2 separate regions of the Rattus norvegicus genome follow, and region 2 is linked to region 1. A link is a contact called in public Hi-C data. All regions are on one chromosome and are shown on one strand. Each heading gives the region's core, a stretch centred on a gene start, on an enhancer-like site or on the middle of the called end of the contact. The rest is flanking DNA. Distances are from core to core; before and after follow the strand shown.

Region 1 (7,658 bases), core at 3,771-6,270:
CCTCACCTGCCTTGACTCTGCCTAACAACCAGGCTTCCACAGAAGCAGGAAAAATGGTTCCCGTCAATCTTCTCCCACTGCCTTTTTGAGCCAAGATGTCATGTAGCTTTGGCTGGTCTAGAACTAGCTATGTAGAGCAGGCTTGCCTTGAATTCACAGAGATCCACACAAGGTATGTGCCCAGCCTTATCAATGTTTACTTTTCCTCTGAATAAGTAAGACACTGAGAGCAGGATGCAGGGGTCCTAAATTAACTCCTTAATTGACAAGTACTAGCTTATCATGCCTAGCTTATTGTGCCTAGCTTCCTAGAGAGAACTGTCAGCTGAGCAAGCTAAGCAGCCCCTCTTTGGCAATCTAACTACCCTTGTGATAACTATGATGCTTTTTTTTCTCCACAAGACAGGGTTTCTCTGTGTAGCCCTGGTTGTCCTGGAACTTGCTCTGTAGACAAGGCTGGCTTCAAACTCAGAGATCCACCTGACTCTGCCTCCTCAGTGCTAGAATTAAAGGCATGTACTGTGGTCATCAACAACTACTGTTGGGCTGCATGTCTGCCTTACCACTGGGACGTCAGAGCTCCAACACTGTCACCAGCATGCTGCTCAAGGAAAGCAGAACATGGTCCCAGATAGAGGGTCTCCATCTCCATTGTATCCAGATGCCTCTGGGGACTATGAGGAATTCAGAACAGTGGTCCACTGATCTAACCTTCCCCCACTTGCAAAGCAGAAATGGGATGCCTGACCCCAGGATGGGGCAGAATGCAGTCAAGTTCTGAGTGAGCGCCAAGAGGTTTTACAGGCTGGAAAAGAGAATGATTCTCTCGGATATTTATTGTCTCTTTACTACAAATGCCTGCACCCCACCCCACAGTGATTCTTAGTGTAAGAAACCTTCCTTGCTTGTCCAAACTGCTTTATTTATAGCCTATGTAAATGCATATGTCTTACTCAGGGTAAACCATGGATTAAATACATTTTGCAGGAAGGGATGCCCAGGAAGGGAAGCTAATTGGCTAAATATTTGGGGCCTATCTAGATACCTCATTAGCATGGAGAACTCTAGCTATTTTTATGCTATGTGACCCACTGTCGTGGTCCTTTCGGTGAGGTGTCATGGTTATGTGTTCCAGGATAGGCAGAGCTAGCCAGAAGCTGGTTCCAATGCCTGCCATTCTCAATTATGAGCTCTCCTGGGTTTTTTTGAACCTGCTTCAACCTTTCCAGTTCTTCTGTCTAGTGGCATAGTCTACTTGCCCCACAACCCACTACTGGTAAGGTTTGTTTAAACATTAAAAGTTCTCAGATTAAAAAAAGAAGAAGAAAGCTCTCAGATAATTGAGAAAGCTACAATATGACCACAGCTTCTCGGTGAAGCATAAGTCCAGCTGTAGAAGGCACTGGATTCCTTACCACAAGTTTCAAATACCTTGCATCTACCCTTTTGCCATTAGGAGCCTGGGTTGGGACTAGGGAGGTAGCTCAGCTGGTAAAGTGCTTGCTTTCGAGGAACAAAGAGTGGAGTTTAAGCCCATGTCCTTCTGTAAACATCTGCAGTTTTCAGGACTAATATGTCCTCCCTCTGAGAGGAGGGAGCCTCAACCAAGAAAATGCCTCCATAAGATCAGGCTGTATGTGTAGAGGAATTTTAATCCTGCAACAATAGATGCTTTGGCAAGGGATCACATCCAAGGGATCACATCAAATCTAGGTCTGTGTGGTCCAGATGGAATGACACACTTTTAATCTCTCTGGCTGGGATACAAGCACACCCTTAGCACGCAGCTTTAATCTCAAACAATGATAAAATAATGAATCAAAGATGTGATGGAATGAGTCAGATATAGGATACACCCAACTTTCATGAGATCAGACAGGAAAGAGAAGCTACTTAAGAGGTGCAGAGTCAGGAGGGGAGGGCGGTTCAGTGAGTGCAGTTGAGTTCAGGCAATGCAGTGAGGTTCAGTTGAGTTCAGTTCAGTGTTTGGGCATTCGTCTGGTGCTGCCATGTATTCAAATGCCAACTGCTGGCTCCCGAGATCTGGTTGCCTGGATGAGCAAATCCTCATGTATACCAAGTGATGCTACGTAATGTAAACCTTGCTCCCAAATTTAAAGCTATTGATTAAATAAAAATGGCTACAGGCAATTACTGTGGAGAATAGAAGTAGGTGGAGTTTCAGTGACCAGGCTGGGGGGGGGAGGGTGCGGGTAGGAACCACAGGAAGAAGGAGAGGAGAGAAGAAGGAAAAAGGAGGGTAGGAGAAGGAAGACAGAGAGGACAGAAGATCTCCACTAGACATGAGGGACCAGGAGCATGTGACCGAAGTGAAATGGACCTTGAGGACATGTTGATGGGACAGACATAATCCAGGAAGACTCACACTGCAAGTACCTGGGAGCACAGCTGGGGAATTAGCAGTCTAGCTCTGGGGAAAAGAAATAGACTAGGGCTGGAGAGATGGCTCAGTGGTTAAGAGCACCGACTGCTCTTCCCGAGGTCCTGAGTTCAAATCCCAGCAACCACATGGTGGCTCACAACCATCTGTAATGAGATCTGATGCCCTTGTCTGGTGTGTCTAAAGGCAGCTACAGTGTACTCATATATAATAAATAAATAAATAAATAAATAAATAAATAAATAAAATATTTAAAAAAAAAAAAGAAATAGACTAGGGCTAATTCCCCCAGTAGTTGTGCCAAAACTAAATCAATCAATCAATCAATCAATCAATCATAGTCTGAGTCTCATTCATTTGGAAGCTAATGGGGTAAAAATCATTCACTGACTTTAGAGTTCAGTTCAGGGCAGTTTAGTTCAGTTCTGTTCGGTGTAGCTCAGTTTGAGTGAAGCTGAATGCTGTATACAGTTCGTGTAATTCAGAGGCAATTTTTTTCAAGCAGAGCAATTCAGTGAGAAGCCAAGAGAAGCCATTTTCAATCAGTCAGCTTGGAGAATTTTTGAGCCAGAATAGCTGAATTGAACCAGTCAGCCACAGTTCAAAAAGAACTAGAAAGGGTGAGCTTATTCAGCACTAAGCCTCTGAGACAGACGACAATTACGTCGTCTTTTACAAATAAAAGTCACTTACATGCATGTAAGCTTGTAGGGCATTTTCTTTTTCTTTTTCTTTAAGATGTGTTTATTTTATGAGTACACTGTCTTCAGACACACCAGAAGAGGGCATCAGATCCCATTACAGATGGCTGTGAGCCTCCATGTGGTTGTTGGGAATTGAACTCAGGACCTCTGGAAGAGCAGTCAGTGCTCTTAACTGCTGAGCCATCTCTCCAGCCCGAAATATTTATCTGTTTATTTATTTTACACATATACATATATGCATGCTCTATCCACATGTACATCTGCACACCAGAAGAGGGCATCAGATCCCAGTATAGATGGCTGTAAACCAGCATGTGCTTGCTAAGAATTGAACTCAGGACTTTCGGAAGGACAGACAGTGCTCTTAATTGCTGAGCCATCTCTCCAGCCCTGTAGGGCATTTTCTTGGTGATTGATAGGGAAGGACCTAGTCCATTTTAAGTGGTGGCATCCAGTGCTGATGGTCCTGGATTCCATAAGAAAGAAACGTGATTGAACCATGTAGAGCAAGCCAGTAAGCAGTACCCCTCCATGGCCTCTGAATTAACTCATGCTTCCAGGCTCTGGCCCTGTTTCCCTTCCTGTCCTGACTTCCTTCAGTCATGAACAGTGTCAAGAAAGTGTAAGCCAGATAGGCCCTTTACCCCCCAACTTGCGTTTTTGATATGGGGTTTCATTGAAGCAGTAGGAGCTTCAAGACAAATTGGTCCTAGAATTGTGGGGTGTTGCTGTGACAAATAATGTTGTTTGGGGGAGGGTTGTGAAAAGTGTTTAATGCTTAGTGAGCTGTTCTGTGAGAGCTTGGAACATAAGACTGTTGAAGGCAGTGACAAAGATGGAAATCTGCCTTGGTAAGTGTCACAGGGAAGCTTAAAGATTCTATTGGGGCCATTTCTTTGTTTGAATTAAGATTCAGATTAGCAGAGGCTGAAGAATACCAGAACTACTAAAGTGAGACCTTTGCTTTGCTGTGACACTCGATGCTGGTCAGCTGCAGCTGAGAAATTAGTGGTGATTAAGAAGAAACTAGAATCATTGAGGTAAAATCTTCTAAGTATTTCTTAAGAGCTACCCAGAAACTGTGTTCCAGAAGCAGCCAAGGTTATACCTCATGCTAGCAGCTGAACTTGGTAGCATAGATGTCACCCACGTGGTACTGGCTTTGAAGGCACGAAGGGTTCATAGCAAGCACCTGAGACTTGGCACTGGAGAGACTAGGAGAGGACATTGGTGAATGTGCAGTTTCAGTGGCAGGTTTTTTTTTTTTTAAAAACTGGATATAAAATATAGAGATAAACCCACAGTTTTTTGTGAAGACCTAGTTAACTCTTGAGGTTGTACCTTCCATGAAGCTGAAATTACTCAGGGTTAAGAGCAAGCAGTTGGTGCTCTTCCAAAGGGTCCTGGTTTGATTTCCAGCACCCACATGGCAGCTAAGGACTGTGTGTACAACTCCATTTCCAGGCTCTCTCCTGGCCCCCAGGAACACCAAGCACACACATGGTGCACTACGCGCATGCAAAACACTAAAACACAATAAGGCTCTGCCTCGATCAGTGAGTTTGGCATTCTAGGCTCTCACCTGACTTTGCAAGGTTGTAAAATAAACTGCCTTGACTTCACTACTCTGAGTCTCCAGGGGTTATTACAAAGATGCTGTGTCTTAGGCACAGTGGCTCAAAGTTGTCCTTCCACCATAGGCATACACAGGTATACAATAATGATAAAGCCCAAAACCAAAAGCTCCGCCGAACCATTCACGTGCGCAAACAGAGCGCTCAGCCCCCGCGTCTGCGCACTGGGTCCTCCAGCTGACCGCAGGAATCTGGCCCGGAAGTCTGTGACATGGAGACGGCCCCGGCCCCCATTCTTATCCTAGAGTGCCTACGGATGTCCTCCGGGCGGAGCCTCGGGCAGCTTCCGGCTGGGGCGTGCGGCGGCGGTGCGGGCTTTGTGGCTGCCCGGGGTTGCGCGCCTGGATGCGGCTCGGCTTGGTTCCGCGCTGTCCTCTCGGCGCCGGGCTCCGGGTGAGTGAGGCAGCGCGGCTCGCGCAGGTGGGCGGGCTCCTGGTCGGCCGGGCTCAGCGAGTTGATTGGTGTCCCGGGCCGGCTGCACTTCGCTTTTGCGGGTGTCCGCAACTCCTCGCTTGGTTCGGGCCGGAGCCTTGCATCTTCTCGCGGAACTGATGCTTGGACCGGTCTTCCGCGGACATAGAGGCCCTCAAGCGCTGCACACTCAGCTTTGCAGCCTGCGGGTCAGGCCTGCGAGCGGCTGCTTGAAGGCTAGCTGCTCAGGTGATGGTGTGCAGGTGCGCACAACGCTGCTGTTCGGCGTGTACCTTGCCCTCCTGCCTTCCCTTAGACCTTTCGGTCTCTGTCGGAGGAGATGTAGTGCAGGCACCCCCAGTGTTTCAGGGGTTGAAGATATGTGTTGGGCACAATCAGCTCCATATGGCCTGAAGGAGGATTCTTAGGTGGGGTCAGGTGTCAGCCAAGCTATTTCATGAAGTGCCTGAATCAAAGTCTATGACATCTGTGTGATAATGCCAGGAACATTTAATCCTCTTTGCACCCTGCCCCACCGGTCCAGGAGTTCCCAGGACTTGAGTGGTATGCTAGAGGTTTCCCAGGGTATTAGCCGAAGAACAGTTCTAAACTCAGGTAGTGTCTAGGTGGAGCTGACTTTCACAGTCACCCTGTGCACTTACAGACATCGTTCCTCTGAGACCCGTCCCAATGAAAGAACAAATGTCTTCTACTCACGAAGAAATCAGACATCCTCCCTCCGCCACACACACATACACACCAAGTTTTAAGACAGAGAGCAGACCTTTGTTCTGCTGTCACGGATGTGGTATTGTATCTGTGTTAATACTTGGCGTAATGGTGGCATTCTTTTTCGTGGGAGGTACAGAGAAACCTTCACAAGCTGACACATGCAGTTCTGGACACTCCTGGTGCCTTGGGGGGGGTGGATTTCTGGTTCTGGAATACTTTGGAGGATGATCTATAGAAAGGGCAGACCTGGGAAAGGCCCCCTACAAAACTCATGGTCTGATCTGGAAGTGGAAGGGATGTCAGAGAAGCAGCGGGCTAGAACAGAGTGGCGTCCTTGAAGTACATCACAGAGCCTTTCTGACTGCTCCGTTGGTTTATGGAAAATGGCTGCTGAGAGGTCCTGGGTTTGTTATTAGAAGATGGTGTCAGCAGGAGACCTTGTGTAGGTGCTAGGGGTAGAGGTTAGAAAAGGGGTCTTAAGAGGGCAGCCAGCCACTGGCACTATTCTTTTTGACCACAAATAAGCAGGCTTTGAACACGCAGCGCTCAGCTACCTCTCCAACTGGAGCATCCACAGGTTGCTATGGAGATGGATGGACTAACACCTGCCTGGTTATCCCCAAGGCCGTAGCTACCCAGACTTTGCCGCTCCTATTTTACTTTATGTGTACGGGTACATAATGCTGGTTTCTCTTCTGCTGGAATTGTTGTCTCTAAGGTTTACTACCTCCATCTGCTAACTTGTCCTGGAAGCTTCTAGCCTCCATACAATCTAGTATAGGCCTAGAATGTTTTCAGCCTCTGAGACTTGGCTACTGAATAAGCTCACCCTTTCTAGTTCTTTCTGGATTGTCCTGGTTGGATTAACTCAGCTGCTCTGTATCAAAGGTGTTTCCCAGCTGACTGATCCAGTCTGGCTTCTGCATTGCTCTGTTTGGCCTCCAGCTAACTCTGGTATTCTGTTCTAATCTTCTGCCTCTTCAACCTGTCTGTAAAACGGCCTCTCTTCTGTCTCTATACCGCCCCTTAAGTAGCCTCCCTTTCCTCTCTTCTAATGAGAGTTGGGCGTATCCTATTCTGTCAAATCTTTCTCTGATTTGTCACCATGTCTGCCACTTAATTAGATACCATTTTCAAACATGGGTGCTTCCTTTTACAAACTATCTTTACCTTCATTGTTTGGGATTAAAGATGTGTGCTAAGGGCGTGTCTGTAGTCCAGCCAGAGGGATTCAAGCTGTGTGCCAAGGGCTGAGCTAACAGTGTCTTGGTGTTCACAGTGTGGCCAGACATCTTTCAGCATGGGCGTTTTGCATGCTTATTAGTCTGTCCGTCTGTGTGTCCTGGCACCCTTAGAAGGCAGAAGAGGGCATTGTATTCCCTAGAACTTGAATTGCAGACTTGTAAACTGTTGTGTGGGTTCTGGGTATTGAACCCAGGCGCTCTGGAAGAGCAGTCAGTGCTCAGCCATCTGTGTAGCTCCTGGATTTCCGACTTTGAGATAAATATCTCTTCAAGCAGATGTATTTTATTTAAGAAACTTCCCTTAAAATGAGAGATTGTAAAAGTCACATGGGTCTAAGCTATTCTTGTACAGAGCTGCAGGCTTGTGTCTGGGTAGCATAGTCATTTTATGTCTGATAGAAGGGGCTGAGGTGTAGCTCGCTGGTAGAGCACTTGCTCAGTGCGCATAATATCCTGAGTCCCTTCTTCAGCGCTCTATAAAATAATAAAAGTCCGAAGGTATCAGTGTTTTCTAAAGTAAATCACATGTCCA
Region 2 (7,658 bases), core at 4,811-7,310, 250 kb after region 1:
TTCTTATAGAACCCAGGACCACCAGTCTAGAGTAGCCTCATCCACCGTGGGCTGGGTCCTCCCTCACGAATCTCTAATTAAGAACTTGCCCCCACAGGCTTGCCTACAGCCCGATCTATGGAGGCTTTTTCTCAATAGAGGCTCTCTGCTCTCAGATAATTCTGTGTCAAGTCGACATAAAAGCCAGCTATCACAAATACTAACAAGAAACGATTTCCTTTTCTTTTCTAGAATTATTTATTTTATGTATGAGTACACTGTCACTGCCTTCAGACGCACCAGAAGAGGGCCTCAGATCCCATCACAGATGGTTGTGAGCCACCATGTGGTTGCCGGGAATTGAACTCAGGACCTCTGGAAGAGCAGCCAGTGCTCTTGACCTCTGAGCCATCTCTCCAGCCCCTTTCTTTTCTTTTCAAGACAGACTTTCTCTGTGTAACAGCCTTGGCTGCCTGGAACTCTCTTGTAGACCAGGCTGGCCTCACACAGATCCTCATGCCTCTGCCTCCCAGGTGTTGGGATCAAAGGCGTGCCCACCGAGGGCAGCTTGAAACTCTTCATTTTCATTATACTAAAAGTATGCACAACTTTTTTCATTTTTGAAAGTTAATTTTTGCTGCATATGGAATTCTTGACTGCCTGTTATTTTTTTCCCCCTCCATATTTTAAGAAGGTTACCTCATGCCACTTTGCTGTCTGATCGGAAACCAATTGCTTACCTCATTGATGAAGGAGTTACTTCTACCTCGCTCCCTTAAGTTTCTCTGGGTTTGGTCTTCATTGGGGTGAGAAGACGCATTTGCTGGCTATTGCCTTTGTTGCAACAGTCCTTGAATTTATCCTATTTGGAGTTGAGCTTCTTGGATATGCGGTTAGTGTATTCTAACAAACTCGAGGGTTTCTCTCCATTGCCACTCCCAATAACTTCCCTGCTACTGTCTTCTATTTGGGGACCCTTACTCTGCTCATGTTGTGTTTAAAGGTGCATCGTGGTTTTGGAGACTCTGTTCATCAAACCTTTGTCTGCTTGCTTGTAAAGTCTGTTTCTCCAAACAAGGTTTCTCTGTGTAACAGCCCTGGCTCTCCTGGATCGGGAGTTGTGGACCCAGCTGGCCTTGAACTCACAGAGCCTCTGCCTCTGCCTCCTGAGTGCTGGGATGAAAGGCATTTGCCACCATTCCCAGTGTAATTTTTCTGTTTCTTATACTGGATATTCCAGTGTCTTTCCTGCCAAGTCCACACTACGGGTTAACTCAAAAGGTGCAGCAGGGGTTTCCTCTAACCGAGGGCGCCAAATCAAGCTAGAAAGGAGCCAAGTGGGATTCGCTGGACAAACCCAAGCCTTTCTCAGAGGCACTTACACGGTTTGGTAACTTACCCTTGTACCAACAACACAAGGAGAAACATTTCCTATCAGGTGTGTCTCCAGCAAGGGATGGGACGGGGTAGCATTTATATGAAGGCTTCGGAACCTGACTAGGGACAGAGGTGGTCCTTTCAGTGTCCTGGCCAATGGCTTGAATAATTGTCAGTGCCTGGAAATGTTCAAGGTCCAGGCTTGGCCCCAAACCTGCTAAGAAAAGGCTACAGACACCCATTTGCAGACAGCTCAAGGCACGGTGATTTTTCAGTCAGGAAACAAGAGAGACGGAGGGTGTGGAACACGGACAAGGGAAAAGGCTTATTTCACTTACACCCACACCATAATCCATCATCAAAGGAAGTCAGGGCAGGAGCTTAAGCAGGCCAAGAATCTGGAGGCAGGAACTGACACAGAGGCCATAGAGGAATGCTGCTTGCTGACTTGCCCCTCATGACTTGCTCAGCCTGCTTTCTTATCTTTTGGGTTATGAGCTTTTAATGGCTGAGCCTGCTTTCTTGCAACATCAGGATCATCAGCTAATTGATGACACCACCTACAGTGAGCTGGGCCCTCCCACATCAATCATCAATCAAGACAATGCCCTACAGGCATTGCCTACAAGCCAATTCTATGGAGGCATTTTGCTCAGTTAGGACTTCTTCTTCCCATAGGACCCTAGATTATGTCAAGTTGACATAAAAACTAGCTAGCATTCTGGGTGATTGTGTAGTAAGATCTTGTTCCGAAAAAAAGAAAAAGGGAAAACTATGTGTTTTATTATTATTTTTTAATCTGTGTATGTTTGCAATGTGCACACATGTGTGTATGTGTGTTCCCATGTATGTGGGTGCATATGTGCATGTGGGGGTCATATGGTGGATATCTTCCTCACTCTCTACCATATACAGCTTATGTCTCTCACCATAACTCTCTGATATGGCTAGTCTATCTAGCCAGCTGGTTCTGGGGATCCCCATCTCTGCCTTCTATGTCGCTAGGATTGCAAATGAGCTGATGTACCTTCCTGGTGTTTATATGGGTTTTGGGGGGTCCCAACTAATGTTGTTTTGCTTATGCAGCAAGTTTTTTGCACAGTGAGCCATCTCCCTACCAACCCCCTTAGTTTATTTAACATAAGACAGCGATTTTAACAACGAGACCACAGTCACCCAGGGTTCCTTCGTCCCTGCCTGTCCTTGCTGCAGTTGAGCACAGCTCACCCAGCGAGTGCCCAGAAAAGAAGCAGAAACCCTTGGTGTCCTCCTCCCTGGGCCACAAGGTCAGGAGATACTCAGCCTGCTTCCTTGCTATCTTGCCAAGTGCTTTGCATAACATGGATCCCCCTCCCTTTCTAACCACTGAAGGCTGGTGCCTGGCTGTGAGTCCTGAGGTTACAGTCACGTGGGGTTGGTTACGGCAGCACCACTTCTGGCACCAATCTCCATCACATTGGGACAGACTTGGTTGTGCCACACTTGCCAAACACCCCTGTGCCATAGTTTCATTTCTGTTGCTATTATAGAACTCTTTCAAAACAAAACAAAACAAAATCCATCTTAGGGCCGGAGAGATGGCTCAGTGGTTAGGAGCACTGACTGCTCTTCCAAAGGTCCTGAGTTCAATTCCCAGCAACCACATGGTGACTCACAACCATCTGTAATGGCATCTGATGGCCTCTTCTGGTGTGCCTGAAGACAGCTACAATGTATTCATATTAAAAAACCCACTAAATAAATAAATAAATAAATAAATAAATAAATAAAACAACAAAACCTTAGGGAGAATAGGTTTATTTTAGCTTACAGTTCAGGTTACAGCTCTTTACTGTGAAGCTCTCAAGATGTGGAGAGCCTGAAGCATGGAGTCCCAGTTTATTTATAATATAATCGAAAGCAGAGAGAGGTCAGTTCACGATCCCCTACCTAAGGAATAGCACCGCTCACAGTGGGCTGGGTCTTCCAACACCAATTACAAATCTAGACAATCTTCCACAGGCATGCTCACAGGCCAACCAAGATAGAGACCATCCCTTCATGAGATCCCCGAGGAGCTCTAAGTTGTGGCATGTCGACAGCACTAACCGTCATACCCAGAGACTGAAGAGTTACGCCTTCTTCTCGCTCTGTTGCCTGCAGGGATTGGCTGAGGCTCAGCTCTGCCATCTTTACTCCAGGACCTAGCCAGCCATCTAGAGCAGTGTGGCTCTTCCTGGCTGATGGTGGGGTAGGAGAGCTTAGCCCGGCTCTGAGTACCATTACCTCACTGGCTGTTACCAGCTACAGAGCCTAGTGGACCACAAGAGGACGGGGCAATGCTTCCCTCTGCCCCGTGCCTGGGAATACAGGGGCGTCGCTGCACAGGCCCAGTGACCACCCTACACCTCGTGCCACGGAAAGAGTTGTCTCAGCTAGGGCTTTATTGCTGTGAACAGACACCGTGACTGAGGCAACGCTTGGAAAGGACAAAGTTCATTGGGGTTGGCTTACGGTTTCAGAGGTTCAGTCCGTTATCGTCATGGTGAGAAGCATGGCAGTGTGCAGGCAGACACGGTGCTGGAGGAGCCAGAGTTCTGTACCTCGATCCAAAGGCAGAGGAGGAGACTGTGTCCCACACTGGGCGTAGCTTGAGCATAGGAGACCTCAAAGTCCACCCCCACAGTGACGCACTTCCTCCAAGAAGACCATATCTTCTAATAGTGCCACTCCCCATGGGCCATGAATTCAAACACATGAGTCTATAGGAGCCATATCTATTCAAACCCCACTAAGAGTCTTGACCTCATGACGCGTACCCCAAGCAGGAAGAATGAGACACGGTGTGGAGGATGGTTCTGCTTTCGTAACATGGTTCCACGTCGTTAAATTCCACTGTATTCTCTGCCGAGTGAAAAGTACTCTCCCCACCTCACAGGTTTGTTTGCTTGGGTGTCTTCACAGTCCTGGACATTCACCCTCCGAAAGCTGACGCGGGCACCAGCCAATGGGTACCGTCAAGCTCTCTTGCACTGAAATGTTAGGGAATGTGGGCACTTCCCAGTACATGTCCTAGCAGAATTTCCATAAGGACATTTTATTTGTATATTCCCACAGATCAATAAAATAATTTTATTAAGACCATGTGGGAAAAACCTTCGGGTCTCTTCCAAACACAATGAATACACTGTTGCAATAGCTTTGCATAGCCAAAGGGTAAGAAAGAAGTGCATGGCTGGGCAGGACAGGGGCTGGGGCGGGAAGCTCAGAGGTAGCACACTTACAGTTTTACAATTCATGTGCAAGCATTTTTTTTTTAATTTAGGCACAGGAATTCTCTCATCTGAGATATTCTCAACAGATGACATCAGAGGGCACAGGCTCTCAACCTGTGGTCCGTGACCTCTTTGGGGGTTGGACAACCCTTTCACAGAGGTCACCTAAGACCATCGGAAAACGCAGGTATTTGCGTCACAAGTCATAACAGTAGCAAAATCACAGTTACAAAGCAGTAATGAGATTCATTATGGTTGGGGGTCACCACGACATTAAAGGGTCACAGCGTTAGGAGGGTTGAGGGCTGACGGCATAGGGAGATGTCAGATCCTTAGGAGGTGGGGTCCTGACACTGAGGGTCATGTGGGAGAGGGACACGGAGGATCACGGCACCAACCATGCGGGCTGCCTTCTCTCCCTAATGTTTTCCTACATCCTGTCCAGTCTTGCTGTGACACACAAATCAGGCCTGCAGGTTCACCGGCAGAGGCTATAGGGCACCCATTGATGCTGCCGGGGGCTTTGCTCATCCTCTCTGACCAGTTCATCACGCCCTCCCATGTCCAAAGGGAGTAGAATAAAACAAAATGCACAACCTTTTCCTTTATATATTATATAAAATAACCAGGATCTACCTTTTAAAAAAATACTCAAGGTGAGAAAGATGGCTCCAGGCTTAAGAGGACCTGGGCTTGATTCTTGGCCCCTATATGGAGGCTCACACCACCTGTAACTCCAGTTCTAGGGGACTCCTCCGACTTACACAAACACCAGAACATACAAGATGCACAGATATGGGCTGGAGAGATGGCTCAGCGGTTAAGAGCACTGCCTGCTCTTCCAGAGGTCCTGAGTTCAATTCCCAGCAACCACATGGTGGCTCACAACATTCTGTAATGAGATCTGATGCCCTCTTCCGGTGTGTCTGAGGACAGCGACAATGAACTGTACATTAAATAAATAAATAAATATTTTTTTAAAAAAAGATACACAGATATACATGCAGGCAAAACACACACACACACACACACACACACGAAAAACACAAATACATCTAAAAATATTTTTAAAAAGAGGGTCTGTGGTGGGGGAGGGGCATGGTGGCACAAGCCTTTAATCTCAGCACTCAAAAGGCAGAGGTAGGTGAGTTCAGGACCCCTCTGCTTTCCATAGTGAGATCCTGTCTTTAAATAAAAAGAAAAATCACCAATTAGAAGAACTCCTATTCGATGAGTTTCCTAAGCTTTCTGCTTGTGGCCACAGGTTTGGAGATTAGGAATTTATGATTGAGGAGATTAAGTTTCAGGATGCACGCATTGTCTGTTTGCTGTCCCCAGACAGCGACGTCTCTTCAGAGACCCTGGTCAGCTGTGTGTTCCAGTGTCAAGGGCACGGGTTGTCTGAGATGATGTCAGGCTGCCCAGGCCTTTGGTCCTGCGAGAACTGAGGTGGCTCCTCTCAGATCCAACACAATACCCTCTTTCTTCTGTTGCAACATGCACGAGCCATGAGGCGGTGATTTAATCGGAACAAGAGCCTTTGCTGCCATCTGCTGGAAGAGTCTCGTAACAGCTCCTGGCTGCTTTGTTAAAATACACACATGAGGGGCTGGGGATTTAGCTCCGTGGTAGAGCGCTTACCTAGGAAGAGCAAGGCCCTGGGTTCGGTCCCCAGCTCCGAAAAAAAGAACCAAAAAAAAAAAAAATACACACATGAGATTACGAAACAACTATCTAAGGGAGAAATCGTTGACACGGCAGTGCATCTTAGAGGCGGCTTCTGCGGCTCCAAGGCTCCGTGGCTTCATGGCTCTGTGTCTCTGTGGCTCGGTGGCCTAGTGGTCCTCCCTGGAACAGCTCTGAGCTGGCTTCTAAGACCACCAGGGAAGAAATTTGAAGAGTTTCTAGCATAGCTAGAATCTGCCCCTTGCAGCCCCTGTCTTCAAGGAGGGCCAGGCAAGGCCTCAACTGGTGAGATGTGAGGGTGAAGACAGGGGCCCAGCCAGTAGCCTGGCCATTCAATGTCCCCAGGGTCCAGCGTCTTCTGACCAAACCTGAAAGAGGAGCGCAGGGAGGGGAAGAAGAGCCTAGTGTTCTTAATGACCCCCATCCATTATTCTCTGACCTTGTGTGGTTAATAGTCCTTTAAGTGGTGGTCCCATCACCAGCCCTACAGCGAATGCCCCCTCTTGATGTGGGTCCACCCTCCTGGATATCCTACTGACTCTTGTCATTTTGGGGGGTTCAGACTTTTCCCCTGACAGGCTTTGGAATGTGTGAGAATCAAGGCTGGTGAATTCAGCAAGCAGGGTTCTGATGGGGGTAGGAACCATCCAATACGCTTGATGTGCCCAATCTGTTACTTTCTCATAGACAGAAATGTCCCTATCCCAGCATTTGGGTACCTAGAGGCCCAGTTAGCAAAGGGGTATGTAGGGTTATGAATCATCATGGTGATGAATGCCTGTAATCCCAGCATGTGGAGAGCTGAAGCAGGAGGATCACACACTAGGCCAGCTTGGGCTACAGAATGAGTTCAAGGCCAGCCTATATGTACTAAGACCTTCTCAGAGAGAAAGAAGAAAAAAAGACAGATAAAAGATTCACTCTCCCTCCTCCCCCTGTATGTCAGTTTACAGATTATGGTTGGCTTCCCAGAGCTCCTGAAGATAAACGATTGTCTTTGTAACTGGTGGATTTAAGAGGTTGGGCTGAGGAATGTCCCATCTTGCAGGTGCAGTTCCACAGGATAAAGCTAAGAAACCCTGTTCTTTTGAGGAGATGTCCATGGAGACTAGCCACTGGCTAGACGTGGTACACACCTTCAATCCCAACACTCCAGATGCAGAGGCAGGCAGATCTCTATGAGTTTGAAGTCAGCCTAGTCTACATAGTGAGTTCTAGGACACCTCAGAGCTATACTGTGTGTGTGTGTGTGTGTGTGTGTGTGTGTGTGTGTGTGTGTGTGTGTGAGAGAGAGAGAGAGAGAGAGAGAGAGAGAGAGAGAGAAAGAGAGAGACCCTATCTCAAACAAAACAAAACAACTAG

The links. A called contact is a pair of places that touch in the nucleus more often than the background predicts.
Region 2: a Hi-C map of hepatocytes shows a contact between it and region 1, with 2.5 times the contacts expected there. The contact joins the enhancer-like site here to the promoter of Zfp623 in region 1. A contact is called at or near these places in 3 of 12 Hi-C or Micro-C datasets (frontal cortex, hepatocytes and liver).

What each region holds. Positions count from the first base shown.
Region 1 is chr7:109,503,026-109,510,683 of GRCr8, forward strand. It overlaps Zfp623 (zinc finger protein 623), which reads left to right and starts at 5,021. Exons shown (of 2, transcript NM_001398989.1): 1 at 5,021-5,132.
Region 2 is chr7:109,747,896-109,755,553 of GRCr8, forward strand. LOC102548374 (a long non-coding RNA gene) reads left to right here. Exons shown (of 5, transcript XR_005487512.2): 5 at 3,358-4,535. Among named protein-coding and RNA genes, the nearest start is that of Dstl1, 15 kb to the left of the region's middle. Within about 2 kb of position 6,061, at least 59 of the 93 cell types and tissues checked have an H3K27ac peak or open chromatin away from gene starts, as enhancers often do. A contact at or near this core is called in hepatocytes and liver, where this site is marked.